Regions from separate parts of the Mus musculus genome. Here region 2 is linked to region 1. The links are chromatin contacts, called in public HiChIP or PLAC-seq maps. All regions are on one chromosome and are shown on one strand. The core of a region is the stretch at or near the end of the contact, and the rest is flanking DNA. Distances in the headings are between cores, read along the strand shown.

The links. HiChIP or PLAC-seq counts read pairs in DNA pulled down with a chosen protein or histone mark.
Region 2: a contact with region 1 is called in an H3K27ac HiChIP or PLAC-seq map of embryonic stem cells, with 6 read pairs. The contact joins two enhancer-like sites. A contact is called at or near these places in 1 of 15 datasets of contacts at CTCF or cohesin (large pre-B cells), 17 of 484 Hi-C or Micro-C datasets (B cells, the HPC-5 cell line, LSK cells and 7 more), 3 of 115 datasets of contacts at active chromatin or transcription factors (embryonic stem cells and liver) and 1 of 9 other capture datasets (embryonic stem cells).

Annotation. Positions count from the first base shown.
Region 1 is chr4:132,991,622-132,997,194 of GRCm38.p6, reverse strand. It overlaps Fgr (FGR proto-oncogene, Src family tyrosine kinase), which reads right to left. Exons shown (of 13, transcript NM_010208.4): 6 at 2,445-2,548; 7 at 2,128-2,277; 8 at 1-74. Among named protein-coding and RNA genes, the nearest start is that of Gm36599, 14 kb to the left of the region's middle. Within about 2 kb of position 3,469, at least 18 of the 459 cell types and tissues checked have an H3K27ac peak or open chromatin away from gene starts, as enhancers often do. A contact at or near this core is called in embryonic stem cells, where this site is marked.
Region 2 is chr4:133,068,919-133,074,612 of GRCm38.p6, reverse strand. All of the region lies in intron 6 of Ahdc1 (AT hook, DNA binding motif, containing 1), which reads right to left. Among named protein-coding and RNA genes, the nearest start is that of Gm26615, 12 kb to the left of the region's middle. Within about 2 kb of position 4,057, at least 54 of the 459 cell types and tissues checked have an H3K27ac peak or open chromatin away from gene starts, as enhancers often do. A contact at or near this core is called in embryonic stem cells, where this site is marked.

The DNA of each region.
Region 1 (5,573 bases), core at 2,220-4,719:
GGCCAGGCCTAGAGTCTGGGGCTTAGTGGTGGTACAAGGCGCCGTAAGCAAGTAGCACAGACCATCATTCACTTCTGTAGGAAGGGCAGATGGAAGGAGGTCACAGATGGAAAGTTATGGATACTCTCTCCGAAACGCAGCCCAGCATCAGACCCCAAGCTTAGCTGCCATAAATAATCAGGGCCTAGTGGAATACTCATGCTGGTAATTCCAGCACACAGTAGGCTGAGGAAAGAGAAAGGAGTTTGATTCTAGCCTAGGCTACAGGGTCTTTCTCTCTCTTTTTGTTTTAAGAGATTTATTTATTTTATGAATATGAGTACACTGTAGCTGTCTTCAGACACACCAGAAGAGGGCATCACATCCCATTACAGATGGTTGTGAGCCACCATGTGGTTGCTGGGAGTTGAACTCAGGACCTTTGGAAGAGCAGTCAGTGCTCCTAACCTCTGAGCCATCTCTCCAGGCCCAGGCTACAGGGTCTTAAATAAATAAATAAATAAATAAACCCAGAGAAACGAAAATAGTTTACAGTTTGTCTTCACAAGCCAGGATTAAAAGAAAAGAAAGAAAGAAACAAACAAAGAAAGAAGAGCCAGGCACAGACAGTGGTGGAACACAACTTTAATCTCAGCACTCAGGAGGCAGAGGCCAGCCTGGTCTACAGAGTGAGTTCCAGGACAGCCAGGGCTACACAGAGAAACCCTGTCTTGAAAAACAGAAGATAAAAAGGTTCCTATTTGAGCTCACAGCCAGGAAAGAAGACAGTTCAGCCCTCTGAGAACTTGTCTGTGCCCAAGGAAGGGCAGTAAGTATACAAAAGAGAGATGACCCCCGTGGAAACTTTATGGGTCTTCCGAGGAGGTGGCCTCCAGCCAGGTCTTTGAGGACAAGGACTAGTTCTGACAGGTAAAAACAGAGGTAAGGTTCTGAGGCGAAACTGTGGACATGAGTCCGTTCCTGCCGCAGATCTCATCCTGGGCCTAACCAGTCAAGATGGGGACGAGAGGCACTGAAGGTGCCTGGTCTCCATGCTGGGTTTTACTCCTGGATGGACCATAACTGCTTAACCCCACAGGAGGCCTCGGTCAGGTCAGGTCCTTGCTGCCTCCTGCTCAGGCTCAGAATCATTGGCTTCTGCTTGTTTGCTGTCACCACATGGAAAATGACCGCAGCTGTCCAAGGGACCGCTCCTTCAGCCTTGTCCCCGACGTCCAGGTAGCACACAACAGCCAGAGAGTCTCCACAAAGCTCTGATCAGCTTCTGCAACCCACTGCTTAGAGCAGCAGTTCTCAATCTGTGGGACATGACCCCTCTGGGGTCGCATATCAGATATCCTGCCTATCAGAGATTTACATTACAATTCATAACAGTAGCAAGATTACCGTTATAAAGTAGCAATGAAATAATTTTATCGTTGGAAGGGTCACCATGAGGAACTGTATTAAAAGGTGGCAGCATTAGGAAAGTTAAGAACTGCTGGCTTAGAGCCTATGATAGATAATGACTCTGCCTAGGAAGTACAACAGGGCCAGCAAGGTGGCTCAGCAGGTAAGGTGTGAGCCAGCAGCCAACCTAGCCACCCGGGTTTAGTCTCTGGGACCTATATGGCAGAAGGAAAGGACTTACTTCCACAAGTTGTCCTCTGATTTAGACACACACAACGAGAGAGACAGAAAGAGACAGAGAGACAGTGAGACAGAGAGATAGAGAGAGAGAACAACAAATGCCCCACAAAGTTTCCATACACTGAATAGACCGAAGCCAGCAAGATTTTGCTCGGCAGGTAAAGACGGTGTCTGCTGGCAACCCCAATGACCCGAGTTCCATCCCCAGGACCCACTTGGCTGAAGGAGAGAATCAACTTCCACGAGTTGTACTCTGACACGCATGAGCCCCCCCCCCAAAAAAAAATGTAAAATTTTCAAAAGTTCCCCAGGCTTAGGCCTGGAAGCAAGATTAGGAGGCATTGCTTGCTCTCCGTCTGCTCAGACTCCACACAGAGCAGAATCCTGGCCTAAGGACGCATGTACGTGGCCCAGCCACTACTTCTTTAGGAGATTTTTGTTCTCCAGGCCTCAGTCTCCCCGTCATGACAACACGGTCAGTCACACTTAGCAGCTCACCCATGTAGTGCCGCACTAGGTCCTGTATGGAGTCAAACTGGGCCCGTGTGGTGATGTAGTAGCCGCCCGTGTCCAGCTTTCGGATCTTATAATGCTTTATGTGATCGCCTCTGTTCTGGTCCCAGTCACGGATGGACAGGGAGTAGGCCCCTGGGTGGAAAGGGTCCTTTAGTTCTCGTCTCCCTCAGAGCAGGAGGAGGCCCCCAAAGGAATTCCCAGAGCCCAGCTTAGCTCTGCCCCTCCACTTGGCCCTGACCCAAGCACTGACCAGCCCACTGTCCTTATTGTCTGGTGGCATGTCTGCCGTACCAACCCACCTTTGGTGGTCTCGCTTTCCCGAATGAGAAAGGCCCCCTGGGGGTTACCAGAGGACAGAAGCTGCCTCTCTGCATCCTTTCTACTGATCTTTCCGAAGTACCACCTGTTAGGAAAAGCAGGCAGAACCAGGCACATTCATTCCAAACGCCAGTTCATCTTCCCCGGAAGTCACCGCAACAGCCAAGTCTCAGTTTCCTCATCTGACAAATGGGTTGTTATAATCTGCTTCATGACTTGAGTATAAGGATCCCAGAGAAGGGGAATGGGAAACTGTCGGGCACACATGGTCGATGCTGAGAAAGACCAGGATTCCTACCCACTGGTGTCTCTTGAATTAAAATTGTTAGATTCTCCCTGGTACAGTGGTATGATCCCAGCAATCAGGAGGCAGAGGCAGGTACCGCTCTGAGTTTGAGGGTACCCTGGTCTACATAGCAAGTTCTAGGTCAGCCAGGGCTACATAGTGAGACCCTACCTTAAAAACAAATAATGAGGGAACAGGGCATAGTGGTACATGCCTTTAATCCCTGCACTTAGGAGTTGGCGGGGGCAGGTGGATCTCTCTGAGTTTGAGGCCAGCCTGGTCTATAGAATGAGTTCTAGGACAGCCGGAGAAACCCTGTCTCTGGGAAAAAAAAAAAAAAGCCATAAAAGTCCCTGGTAGTGTAGTGTATGCCTTTAATCCCAGCACTTGGGAGGCACAGGCAGGCAGATGTTCCAAATCAGTCAAGGTTACATGGTAAGACGTTATATCAAACCAACAAACACACCAACAAACCAAAATTGGTAGAGCCCAGGCATCAGTGACTTTTTCAGGTATCACAGGGCCCTTGACCCTTCTCACTAGACCTCTCCAAAACCCATTTTACAGACAAGGAACTCAAGTCTCAGAGGGGAGCTGGTGTGAACAATTAGTGTCCTCACGTGCCCTGATTCTCTCCCACCACCCTAGGCAATCCTTCAGACTCCTGCCCCACCCTAGCCCCAAATTCTTTCCCTGCTTGTGGCTGTCTGAGACAATGTAGTCCTGAGCTGTGTGCATACAGGGCAGACTGGGGGGTGGGGAACAGATGTGACCACACTCGCTGTAGAAGACTCTGTTGTTATCTGATCATTAAATTGACTGTGCCTTGTGGGCATTGATAGAAAAGAACACAGTTTTCAAATCAGGGCGGGTGAGGACACCTGGGAACGCTGGCACGCTCAGTCCATACCTGAGCACCAGGCAAATCTGGGAGACAGAAGCGGTGTCTGCTAACCGTGTGCCTGGGAAAGCAGGCAGCAAGGAGAAAGGGTTGAAGGGATACCATACACATTGTCAAAGGTTTTCAAGATCATCCTTCAACCCCAGCACAGTGTTGTGCACCTTTGACCCCAGCACTCTGGAGTCAGGAGGCTCTCTGTGAATTCAAGGCCAGCCTGGTCTACAGAACTTTTTCTAGGACAGCCAGAGCTACACAAAGAAGCCCTGTCTTAAAAAAGCCAAAAACTTCCTTAAGAATCAGCAGAGTAAGTTAGCCCCTGGGAGGAGGAGCTTCTAAGAGTGAGATAGCCTGAGCTACATCGCAGGACCTTGCTTCAAAATAAAAACCAAGCCTTAACAGACTGGGCACTTCCTTTGTGGTAGACGACAACTCTGAACATAAATAGACTTGCTTATAATATTCAGAGAAAAGTGCCATGTTTAAACTCATTAGACAGATGAGGAATTGAACCAGCTACCTAGTGGTTAAGCAGCTTGCCTGAGGCCACACTGTGATCCAAAACAGGAACCCAAACTGTCTCCTCTCAGGCCTGGGCTCTTAACCAGGAACCCACACTGAGCACTTTAGACAGCACCTTGCTACCCAAGCTGTGGGCGCAGCTGATCCAACCCTCCACACACACACACACACACACACACACACACACACACACCATTGCCACCCCTCTGATCCACACCCCCCCCACTCCCACACCATGGCCACCCCTCTGATCCAACCCCCACCCTCACACCCACACCATTGCCACCCCACTGATCCAAACCCCACACCCCCACACCATTGCCACCCTGCTGATCCAACCCCCCCCACCATTGCTACCCTGCTGATCCAACTCCCCCCCCAACACACAACACTGCCACCCTGCCCCTCCATCATCCTCCATGCTTTCTGCCGCTCTCCACAATCCAGCCTCTTTCCTCTTGTGCTCTGGGCTTGCCCATGTCCCTCTACTAGAGAAAACCCATCTTACCCCATAAACATCCCCCTGAAACTGCCCCATCCTTCAATCCCTAAACACATACCTTCCTCTTTCCTAGAGGGAAGAAGTTCTGAGTCCTACGTTGCTGTGTTTTAAAGATGTATTTCTTGATATCACTGCACACACATGTGCATGCAAGTGTCCATGGGGGCTGAAAGAGGGCACCAGAGCCCCTGGAACAGTAGCTAATGAGGGTTATAAGTCCCCACGTGGGTGCTAGGAATTGAACCCTGGTCCTCTGGAAGAGCTTCCTGTGCACTGAACCACTGACCCATCTCTACAGCCCCCTACTTTTTTCTTTTTCAACAACAAAATTATTGCATGTTCTGTATTCATGTTGTGTGTGCATGTGCGCATGCATGCTATAACAAAGGAGTGGGGGTCAGAAGTCAGATCCGTGCATGCTGGGTCTCTCCTTTCACCCTGTGGGTTCTGGAGATCAAACTTAGGGGGTCAAGCTTGACAGCAAGTGCCTTTACCTGCTGAGCCATCTTCTGCATGTTTGGTCCCGGCTTCTTAGCTCACCTTCACTTAGATCCATATTTCCCCTCTTGAGACAATACTTTCCTCCCCTTCCACTAACTCCCTCCTTCCTGGGCTCTGCTGTCAAGCCCATGTGACAAAGGTGACTTAGGAGGGTCACCCCATTGCCAAGGATGAGGGCAGCCTCAAATCCCCTCTCTCCTGTTTTCAGAAATTTCTCCTCCAGACTTGGATGTTCTGCACTTGGCCGGGCCTGCTTTTCTCCGCTCTCCAGTGGCTCTTTCTTCACCAGAGTCAAACCCCAGGACCACCCTGTGTCTTGCTTGCTCTCTCTTCCTCCTTTTTCCTACTAGGCAGCTCTAAGTGTCATCTCTACTCAGATGAGGCCCAGTTCCTACCAGCAC
Region 2 (5,694 bases), core at 2,808-5,307, 77 kb before region 1:
GATGAACAATCTTCTGGGTAACTAACGGGGAGAGAGGGTGGGCTCCTGCAAACTACTTGGCAAAGTGAGTGATGAAGAACCCCAGTTTTGCCTGCTCCCCCAAGGGCCTAGAGCACAAATCCTGCATAAATCCCCCTCGCTCCCACCCCCACCAGCCCTTAGCCACTGCCAGTGACCCTCTGTAAGCCAGGTCTCCATGGTGATCTCAGCCCAGCAGGCGGTTCCTGCCAGAACCTTCCTTCCCATGGTGCCTGCGGCCAGGCAGCAGGAGGCTTTCTCACCCTCTGCTAAGCTGCCCAGAGCACCTTACCCTTCCCTCCCACTGCCTTCCCAGCTTCTAGGACTTGGCCAGCCAGAGGCACAAGCAGAATCTGGGGGAGGGTGGTGGGTGGGGAAGAATCAAAGGCTGGGGTGGGGGTGTTCTTCGTGCAGGGAGGATGTTATGCTGGGCAGACTGCAGACTTAGCTAGACTCAAGTCCTGAAAACCGAACCAAATGCTAAGGTGCCAGGCAGCCCTGCTGAGGGATTAGGAACAAGGCAGAGAGCACAGTCGCTCTGGATCCACCCTAAAAAGCCTGCTGACGTGGAGGGACAGCAAAGCAGACGCGTCCTAATCCAGGTCATCTGCAGGTAGAGGGTTGTGCCAAGGCAAGGCCTGTGGGGCTCAGGACGAGGAGGAACCCTGCACTCACTGGGAAGGAAGACTGTAGCTCTGAACTTGCTGAGTTCAGAGCTCACTCAGCATGCTGGGATGGCACACACGTGTGGACAAATGGCAGCGTTGTGAAAGGTCTACGGCTGGTCAGCATGTCAGAGTGTCCACCTCAGCTTTCACATGCCTATAGGATGCCTTCTTAGAAGGCCTTGTTACCATAGCTACCAGAGCACTTGCCATTCCCCATGCTGCTCTGCTAGAGCAGGGACCTGTGTGTGGTACACCTCGGAACCCTCAGTTCCAGTATGCACCTGGCCCCAGGACACCAACTGCGTTACTTAGTGGCTCCAGGAGGAACCTTAGAACCACATCCACTGCACCCTCACACTCCAGCAGTTTTAGAGACTTCGGTGGTCTTTGCCTGGGCAGAGATTCAAAGTGCTAGGGATCATATAGAGATCTGGCTGCCCAGAGAACCATTCTCTCTATGAAGGGAGGGTACACTCCTGGTAAGAAACTGTGTACCACACCCACTTCCTGCTAGGGCATGCGCTAAGGCTCGACCTCCGCTCCCTGGTCTATGCCTCCAGAAACGGATTTCAGTGTCAGGTGCGGAAGATGGAGAGGGAGGCCCCTCCCTCTCTGAGCTTCAGTTCTCTTACTGAAAAGCAAGGGCTTGAACAAGTGATGAGACTTTTAGGTGTTCCAGACACAAGGGTCGAAGGGCAAATCAGTCGCCTGAAGACCAAGCTACTTCTCTGGCATTTCATGTTACTGCAGGCCTTTGAGGTACCTCAATGTGTAAGATATTTCTGTGGGGCTTAAACTACACCTGACAGGCAGAAATACCACGAGAGGTTCAGTGAAGGGTCACAGGAGGCTTCCAACTGAGACCAAAGACCTCAGGGTCTGGGGGGCTCCTCCACTTTTCAGGATCGGTGCCTTGAACTTTGGTTCTGAGAGCCCCCCCCTTTGTTGCTGGACACAGAGACCTACAAAACTTGCTGATGGACTAGACAGGCTTCTCATCTGCAGACACCCAATCTGCTGTGAGCATACCACCCACTTTCCAGTTCATCTTGTCCTGAGGTAACAAGTCCTCATCTCCACATTTGTACACTATTACACATATAGATGTGTCTCCAGGGAGGAGGCCTCCCCTCTGAAAGCTACCTGGTCCCGAGAGTGTCGACAGGTTCCCTGACACACCCTTCTGTGTGCCACTTTTAGGATTACTTCCTGAAGATTTAGGCACTGAGCCTTCACCTCTCTCTTTTGGAGACAGGGTTTTCTCTATGTAGCCCTGGCTGGTCTGGCAGTCAAGAGTGCACGTTTCTGCCTCCAGGGTGTTGGGATTAAAGGCAGGCACCGACCACCACGTTCAGGGGACCACCCTTTCCTCTCTTGGTTCTTCCAGGCTATTTCTTGCAGTCTATTTCTTTCACATGCATACATGTGTGCATGCATGTGCACATACACCTGCCATATCCCTCACATGATCAGACATGAGTGAACAGTCCAAAGGAACTGATGGCATGCTGGGGACACTCCTGGACAGGGCAGACAGGTAGGAGACCACAGCGGGTAAGAGAGGGCAACCAGGTGAGGGCAAAGAAAACGAGGGCATATCCTATAAAGACTTCTCTCATGCTCCCTCCTGACTCGGCCTGGTCAGGAAGGGTGTGTGTGTGTGTGTGTGTGTGTGTGTGTGTGTGAGAGAGAGAGAGAGAGAGAGAGAGAGAGAGAGAGAGAGAGAGAGATGGGGCTCAGGCAGAGGTGGATGCTGGGACAGAAGCCCAGATACCCTCTGTACCATGGCAGGCATTCAAGCCGGGGTTCTGTAGACAAGGCTGGAGAGGAAGGATGCAATCAAAAGGTGTGAAGCATGGAGCTGCAAGAACAGATGTGCTTTAATCAATTCATCCAATAAATATTTTAGGGGCTCCAGACACTGTGCATCTAAAAATGCTGAACAGCAAGCACTTTGGCGGCCACCACGGGCAGAATGGACTGGGGTGGGGGTGGGCCAGAGACCCAGGTGGCTGAGTAGGGCTCTCACTGCTGAAATCTCTCATTTGTTAGGCTCCATTTCCAGCCTCAAGGAAGTTCCTGCTGTCTACCCTCCCTCCTCATGTAGCTCACAAGGGCTGGTGTGGAGGATCCGCCTTCTTGCTGGAGAACCCAGCCTCCCCTAGACAGGGTCCTCATGTAGGGTTGAAACAAGCGCATTAGGTTCGTGGTCCATGGTGTCTTGGGCATGGTTTACTGGCCAGTGCAGAGTGGGCTGCTAGTTCACGTGGACTGGACACAGACTGCATCTACTTCTCCAGCACAGGCATCGTGGAACCAAAGATGGACAGACAGTGACGAACCAGACAGAGCTATCCAGGGAAAACCATAACATACTATAAAGTTATAAGGAACGTTCTCAGAGGCTTGGATTTTGGGGAGAAGACTGTGCAAACTGTATAGACGGGGATCTAGCTGACCCAGTAACTACTGAAGGTGCCTAGGAGTGGGGCCGACCTTCTCTCTACACCCCTACCTCTTCCCAGGAGGACTTGATCTAGTGGCTAACATAAAAGCACTGCGATTACCCTGTCTACCATCCATATCCCCAGGTCTGGGGGTGGAATCCAGGGCCTTGTGTGTACACAATAGGCAAACACTCCAACAATCACCTATATCTCCAGGCCCAAGAAGAATTTCAAGGTTTCCAAATGCTTGAGGCCCATACCAGAACACAAGGCTCTTGTCATAGGGCAGCAGGCAACAGATGCAGGAGGGCTATCTTTGGTCAAGCAAAGGTCAGGGACAAGGGTTGGAGATGTGTGACTCACACTGCTTGAATTAGGGACCCAGAATCCAGACCGTGGGAAGGTATTCATCCACCCATCTACCAGCCACTGCCGAGGTGCTTGCTTGTGGGCCAGGCCAGGGCTAAGGGCTTTACATGTCAATCCCCTTCATTCTTACAAGAGATAGAGATGCTGTGAATCACCAGGTTATGTGAGTCACCAGATCACCTAGTTGCTAAGGGCTGGAACCAAGTGCACAGAGCGGCCTGTGTGTAGCCACAGACACGTACTCCTAGCCACTGCCTGCCAGTTTTAGAGGTCTGCTTTTACCAGGAATGTGGGGTGCAGAGAGAGGAGCAGCAGCAGAAGGTATGTTCATAGAGAGATGGTATTTCCAAGAAGCGGGGGCCTGAAACAAGAAGGCCTAGCCTAAATATGGCTCCAGGGAAAGCAGACAGTAGAACTGGAGGGTGACCTCAGAAGGAGGAGAAAACCTGGTGCCTGGAGGAAGCAGGGCAAGACCGGCTGAGGCCTGACATGAGGCCTCTTGCTCAGAGCCAGAGGCAAGATCAAGTGACCTCTTAAGGATTCAAAACTCAGAGAGACAAAGCCCAGAACAGCCAGGCCTGGGCATGCCTGCTGACCCTGGCTGGCTGGTGGTCTTGGAAACTGCCTCCTGTTCCGGTCCAGCCCCAGCTGGTGTAACCTGGGAGGACCTGTGACATTTCTCTTGGCCTCCCTTCTACAGCCAAGAGCTAATAGGGAGGAGAGAAGGATTAGAGATTCCTGAATGTATCTGGTCCCTTTCCACCATCTCATCTCTACTCCTGGGGTCTGCTGCAGTTGGTATTTGGTTTAAGGGCCCCAGTATGGAGCTAGTCTGTCTGGGTCTGCTTTTCATTTAGGGGACCTAAGAATATGCCTGTATGAGCTGAAGGTCCCCTCCACTCCTTTTCACCCCTTTTCACCTATTTCCAACTGTCCTGTCAGCTACAGTACTCAGCAGAGGCAGGACACACATTCCCAGCTCTCCCTGGGACGGAGCTTGCTCTTGACCTCAGTTCCCACTGCCTGCGGTGCCCTCCCCTGGCTCCATAATCTCGCCTTTTCTTCAAGCTCAGCTTCTTACCACAAACCCACAAAATTCATTTAAAACATTAGACCTTCTGGACCCAGTGGTCAGTGCCTGGAACACCAGCGCTCAGTAGGCTGAGGCAGGAGGAAGCAAGTTCCAGGTCAGCCAGGGCTAAGATACAAAACAACTTCTGATCCCAAAGAACCATGGGGTTCGCCTTATGGGAGCCTCCATTTTGCTTGCACACAGGGAGCTGGGGATGTGGGTGAAGAACAGGCCTGTGGCAGCTCTGAAGGGCAGAGATGGCTCCATGTTTTACAAACTATGGATCCCTGGGCAGAGTTCAGGTGTCCCTGTATCCTTAACTCTCCAATGAAAGCCTAGAACATCCTCTCTGCCCAGGATGGTGTGAGGAGTCCTGGGGCAGTGTTACATACGAGGACAACACACATGTGTACAGAAGGATTTCTCAGCCCAACACCTAGTGCCTGGGGTGCAATCCTTGCTCCTTCCCACCTTTGGGGACATGCCATCCCCTACCAGGTGTCTCCAGGTTCCCGTGTGCCTGTTTTAACTTCCTGGGCCGGTGCTGAACTGCTGACAGGAGCCCTGTCTACTCTGTCTCCCCAGATCCTGCCACAGAATGGGCTCCAAGGAGCAGAGGATGAGTAGATGAGCCGGAGCGCCGCTACCCAGTGCCTATTAAAGCTGCTCGCTGCCCTGTCGGTGAGTGAGCGTTGTCACTGTCTTCTCTGCTTAAGCCTGCTGCTGACAGCGTGGCTCCCTCTACCAATTCTCCCTCCCTGCCACTCTACTCTCTGCATCCTCCAACCTTTCTCTCTCACAGGATTTTAACTAGTCCTTGGCACCAGAGGGTGGTTGCTCTACATGAGGCACTTGTCTGTTATCCTAACTAAAGCATTACCGCAGATCACTTTAGTCCAAGCCACCATCACGGCTGGCTTGTCTGGTCTCCTTTCTACAATGGCTCCCTGTACATCTTGGAATGATTCAAATTCCTTGCAGTGTCTGACAGGCCCTGCCTCTGCCAATCTGGCCCTTGCTTAGCTTTCCTGCCTCTTCATCCCTCAGCTCTTCAAAGCCCAACCCCTCCCTGCCTCAAGACCGTACACACCGCCTGCTGGTCCCCCTGCCCAGTAGGTCC